Linked DNA regions of Mus musculus: region 1 is linked to region 2. A link is a contact called in public HiChIP or PLAC-seq data. All regions are on one chromosome and are shown on one strand. Each heading gives the region's core, a stretch centred on a gene start, on an enhancer-like site or on the middle of the called end of the contact. The rest is flanking DNA. Distances are from core to core; before and after follow the strand shown.

Region 1 (2,700 bases), core at 153-2,652, 40 kb before region 2:
AAACACAGCCCTAGAGCAAAGACAACCGACCCTCCTCTGGTTGGTTCTACTGTTTTGACCTCTAGTAGGCCTATTGTGCTCTCTGAGCCAGCACTGACTGGCACACCTAACCTGAAGAAGCTTCCTGGTTCTTTCTAGGACCTTCTATCCTTTAGGAAGGGCTTGCTCAGTTTAACTGCTGTCAGCTGCCTGCCTTCCCAACAGCCTCATCCCTGCTGGAAGCCCCTAAGGGCCTTCTGGAATTCAGGAAGCCACCAGTCTGCCTAGAGACTGGTCTTGATCTATTTCTTGGTTCTTCCGGCAGGTTCATTAAGGAACTGGGTTTCCTTTTAGGGAGGGACTGTGTCTCTGGGCAGCACTTCCCACCTGGCCAGTTACTGTGTGAACTGAGGGTCACTTCTCCCTTCAAGGGCAGAAAAGGACATGCCCTGTGGCTGCAGTGTGTGTGTGTGTCTGTGTGTGTGTACCCATGCAATATGCCATGAGGTCAACCCAGGTGTTGTCCACTTAGTTTTAGGAGACAGGGTCCCTTACTGAAATCTGAGTCTGACTTCGGATTAAGTAAGGCAGGCTGGCTGGCCAGTGAACTCCATCCAGGGTTCCACCAATAGTCTCTGCCTCAACACTGGGATTACAACAAAGCACCACTGTCTGGGTTTTTTTTTAATCATAGGTTCTGGAGCACCAACCTCAGAAAGCATGTTAAGGACCTGGCTATGTCTACCCTTTGTACCAACCAACTTCGGAAGGCCCAGAATTAGTTAGAAATGTATCTCATCGGGAGCTGCATACAGGAAGCCTTGGTCCATGGGAAGAACCACCCACACCTTGCATTGAGAACCCCAAAGGGTCTATCCTAGATCATAAAGGTAAGAGCCCAGCATCTCTGGGGTCAACGCTGGTGACCCCAGAGCATGGGGCACAGGAGACTTTGGGGACCTGGACGAGCAGGCTGGATCATTAGGAGGCTGAAAGGATCAAAAGGCTCCTTTTGCTGGTAATCTCCTCTGTTTTCAAGAGACCAGACTTGGGTAGGAAAGAGCCCCTGGGGTCTGGACCATGGGGCTTTGGGGGATGGGGGACGGGGGGGGGGGGACACGGGGGAAGAGGACGAGGGAGTTGGATGAAAAGAGGAAGAGGTGGTGGAAGGTAAATGGGGAAGGAAAGGAAGGGAGGGAGAAAGGAAACAAGAGGGGAGCAGGAGAAAAAGACTGGGGTAGGTGAAGACAGGGGCGGGGCGCGGGAGGGCAAGGAAGAAGGGAGAGAGGTTGGGGTGAGAGGAGGGACTAGGAGGAAGGGGGAGGGGCGAAGGGAGGGAAGAGACGGGAGGGGGAGGGGAGGAGGCGGGAAGGGAGGGAGAGGGGGTGGGGCCTGCACGCTAGCCCCGCGCCCTCCTTCCCCACGCCGGCCTCCGCTCCCTCTCGCGCCGCAGCATCTCCGCGCGTCTCCCGGCCTCCCCGACTCAAGCTCCTGGCGCCGTTCGCCTCTGTCGTCGCTGCCACCAACGCCGCCGCCATTCTTGGCGCGGAGCTGGCCTGGCCAGCCCCCGCCGAGAGCCTCCGCGGGTCGGACGCGCGCTCCAGGTAAGCGACTGGGCCGGCGCGGGAGGAGCGCGCGCGGGGTTGGGCAGGTGCGCGGAGCGCGGCGAGCCCCCGCGGTAAACCTAGGAACCCTGTTGGAGCCTCTCCTGCGACCCCCTCGGGGCTCCCAGGATCCCTCTCCGAGCTTCTTCCCCAGGTTCTCCCACACCGCTAGGACCTAGTCTGCATTCCCACCTGGATGCCCCCGGACTCCCTCTGCGTTCGCATCAGGATCCTTTGGGTCCCCTCTGAGTCCCATCCGGATTCCTCACCCCCCTCTACATTTCCACCGCGTTTTCCAGACCCTCTCTGCAGTTCCACCCCAGCCCGGATCTCTCTCCGGCGTCCCTTCCCTAGCTCCCGCCAGGCCCTGGCAGGCAGGTGGCTGGAGCAGGGACACGGGACAGGCAGCGGATGCGACTTGACCAGCCAGGCCCTGCACGCTGGGACCCCCGGGTGCTGACTCCTTGATCGGTGCCTCCCAGGTCAGGCCCGGTGCCCGTAGCCGGGCTCCCAGCCCCGGCCTAACCAGCTTCTATTTCGGTCTCCCAGGCCTTGGCTCGGGTGCACCGGATGTGGCGCGGTGCACTCAGACAGGTGCGGCCGCGGTGAGGTTGCCACCGCCGGGCAGTGGGCACTGCAAGGCGGTGGCTTCCTGGAAGATTCGGGCTGCGTTATTCTAGAACCGCCCGGAACCACCACCAGCTTTAGCTCGAGCTGCACCTGTTGCTGGCGCCCGATGATTTGCAGGGGGCTGGTTCTGTTGGGGCTCAGCCAGTTATGGCTTGGGGAAAAAAATCAGCCAAAAAACAAAACAGCGCTGAGCACGTAGCTGCCCTCTATATGTTTTCTGTTTAGTCTCTCTGTGGGTGAATGTGGAGTTTTGGCTTTCAATGAAGCATGTGGTGAAGGCCTGCCCCTACATACTGGGTCATTTGCCACATGAACTTGTCCTGCTTTTGTTTTGAAAACCCTCACTGTGTGGAGCACAGCCCAGGCCCGTGGGTGGCCCAACCTCTCACTGGACTGGGGGCCTGTAGCCAGCCATCTGACCCAGCTGTGGGTCTACCAGGCGCTACCAAACGGAAGTTTCCTTCCCAGGAGGGTGAAGTGACACCAG
Region 2 (2,700 bases), core at 56-2,555:
TGGCATTGCTTTGAGGTCAGTGAGAAAGATGGATGACACACGTCTAAGGAGCAGGTAGACTGAGGGTCAGGGCTTAGGGGAAGATGGATGTAGGAATGAGCCCTGGATTTGGGGGGTGGGGGGAGGCAGATGAACAGAGTGTCTGGATGTGCCAGCAAGACTCTAAGCGTCTAGTGGGTGTCAGGGCATTTCCTTCAGCTCCTCCACAGCCTGGGACACAGACTCCCATCTCTTTCCAGGGCTTCTCATTTTGTGGGGTTTGCCCTGGGGCAGGAGGTGGGGGTTCACGCTCCAGCTGTTACCTGGCAAGTCTGACCAGGAAGTGGTGGGGAGTTTCCCAGCAGGCTGCAGGTGGGCCTTCTAGACTGTGAGTCTTGGTCTGGGGTAAGCAGCTTCCTGGGGGTAGGGGAAGTGACTGGGCAGGTGATGTGTGGGCCTGCCTGCCTGCCTGCCTGCCTGCCTGCCTGCTCTTCTGATTCTGGGTCTTGGGTTTTTGTGGGCTTAGGCCTTTTCCTGCATGCTGGGGTCTATTGAACGGCTGTCTCTTCAAGCTTCCCCTGAGCAGCAGGTGGGGAGTTGGCCTCCGCTATACTCTTTATTTCTTTAATGACTTTCTGATCCCCTCCTGCTGAGCATCTGAGCTCTGTGATGCTGTTGCTGTCTCCTCTTGGTTTCCACATTCTTTTTGTGCTCCTGTGATATAAGGGACCAGCTCCACACCATGCCTGCAGAGGTGCTTGAGTTGAGTCAGGCAGGAAAACCATCAAGGCGAGGCTAAGGTGCTGCACCCCTTCCCTTGCTAGGCCTTCATGGTTGTCCAAGCCCCTCCTATTGCTCTACCTACTGGCCTTGCCACAGGCAGTTGGACAACAGAGTCTCTTGGGTCTGAGAGTGTGGCCTGAGCCCTGGAAAGAGAGGACACTGGGTATTAGGGTTGGGAGGGGACACACTTACAGCCTCCCTCACAGACTTGCTGGGTGTTGATCCACACACCATGCTGTGTGGGATGCTGGTGTGCTAAAGACATAATGGCACTCAGAGAAGCTTTTTGAAGTGGCTGGGGGTGGGGGGGCTGAGAGGGGCTATCAGTCCTGTTTTAGGCGTCCCTGTGCCGCTGCTGTGACTGGTCTCATGATCACTGCAGAGAAGACGGGACACACGGCCCTTCCTCCAGTCGCCTGCCTGTCTGTCATCGACAGTGACCGCTCCCTGTCCTTTTCATCTGAGACTGACATTTAATAGATCAGAAGCAAAGCGATCCAGCTGCTGTTGGGAGCAGGAATGAGGGGCAGGCAGCTGAGCAGCCCAGCCCCAGTCCTAAAAGAAGCCAGTATTGTCCAGTGCTCTGCTGGTGCAGGCTGGGAGTGGGGGTTGGAGCCCTGAGGAGGAGCTGCCAGGCAGGGGGATGGGTCCTCTGCCCTCTCTTTCCTGTTCTTGGGAACATCCAACATGTCACTTGGATATGACCTGCCATACACCTCAGCCTAGGCCTGGCTTTTACAGTCATCCGTCATGTCTAGAGGTCAGGCCCTGCAGAGCCGTCACCAATCACCAGTGTTGTCTGCTGTGCAGAATTGCAGCGGGCCCGCTGGCATGAAGGAGAACACTCCCTACTGAGTCCTGCATGTGTGGCGGGAGAGGGGCCTGTCCGCCGATACGCTGATGGGGTTTAGGGCATTTCTTTCAGCATGGTGGCATGTGGGGTGGTTGGACCAGTGCCTTACAGGCGTTGACTGGGAGCTGAGGAAGCAGTTTGCCGTGGGAGGTGGCTGCTGTTCTTAGAAGGCTGTACTGTTGTGAGTGGCGAAAGCAGGCTGCTGATCGGGGAGACAACTTTTGGAAGCTTGCACACAGCAAGCAAATCTCCACACTGCTTTGTCACTGGGGGAAAACAGTATCAGAATAGAGAACTCCCAGAGTCATTGTGGGCTGGCTGACCCCTGTTGGCTCAGGTCTTCAACTCAGGATTGACCCAAGCCAGCTCAACCTCCAGCATCCAAATAGGACTGACTATCTCTTGTTTCACCCAGGCACACATCTTACCCCCCACCCCAGGCGTGTTTCCGTGTCTCACCCCCTGCTTGATTCCACATGGGTAACTCTGGTCCCCTGCTGGCATTTGGTGAACTGCCCAAGCGCAGCAGGTACCCATATGTGCAGGTGGGTGTGAGCAGGTTCTGCACATGATACTGGGGAGCTGGCATGGAAAACTCCTTTTTTTCAGATCATTTCCCCACCCCCACCCCCACACCCCACACCCCACATCTCCCACTCCATCCCCGACAGCCTGGTGGCTTTACAAGGAGAAGGCCAGACTGAGAGAGTTGAGGTGAAGAGAAACAAACAGATGTGAGTATTTATGCATATAAGCGGGTGTGCGTGCATGCCCTGTCATGTATGTAGAGGCCAGAGTATATATAGCCTTATGTCGGGTCTCAACCTTTCACGGGAGACAGATCAGGCAGCCAACTGTGCTGCTGTAAGGTACAGAGCTGAGATTATAATCTCAAGGTGATGTTCCGTCGTTTATCTTTTTATTACGTGTGTGTGTGTGTGTGTGTGTGTGTGTGTGTGTGTGTGTGTATGTGTGTGTGTTTGGTGTGTGTGTTTGTTCATATGGAAGCTAAAGGCTAGTTTTGGCCAGTGAATTCCTGAGATCCACCTGTCTCCATCTCCTGACCGCTGGGGCTATATGCATAT

What was found. HiChIP or PLAC-seq counts read pairs in DNA pulled down with a chosen protein or histone mark.
Region 1: a contact with region 2 is called in an H3K4me3 HiChIP or PLAC-seq map of forebrain, with 2.5 times the contacts expected there. The contact joins the promoter of Sema4d here to the enhancer-like site in region 2. A contact is called at or near these places in 3 of 39 promoter capture datasets (the 3T3-L1 cell line, the C10 cell line and cranial neural crest), 1 of 15 datasets of contacts at CTCF or cohesin (CD8 T cells), 33 of 484 Hi-C or Micro-C datasets (B cells, the Ba/F3 cell line, CD4 T cells and 21 more), 26 of 115 datasets of contacts at active chromatin or transcription factors (the 230-238 cell line, CD4 T cells, CD4 single positive thymocytes and 18 more) and 4 of 9 other capture datasets (adipose tissue, bone marrow-derived macrophages, liver and 1 more).

The regions. Positions count from the first base shown.
Region 1 is chr13:51,792,380-51,795,079 of GRCm38.p6, reverse strand. It overlaps Sema4d (sema domain, immunoglobulin domain (Ig), transmembrane domain (TM) and short cytoplasmic domain, (semaphorin) 4D), which reads left to right and starts at 1,402. Exons shown (of 16, transcript NM_013660.5): 1 at 1,402-1,583.
Region 2 is chr13:51,751,911-51,754,610 of GRCm38.p6, reverse strand. The region is part of intron 2 of Sema4d (sema domain, immunoglobulin domain (Ig), transmembrane domain (TM) and short cytoplasmic domain, (semaphorin) 4D); the gene reads left to right. Among named protein-coding and RNA genes, the nearest start is that of Sema4d, 40 kb to the left of the region's middle. Within about 2 kb of position 1,305, at least 57 of the 459 cell types and tissues checked have an H3K27ac peak or open chromatin away from gene starts, as enhancers often do. A contact at or near this core is called in B cells, cerebral cortex and forebrain, where this site is marked.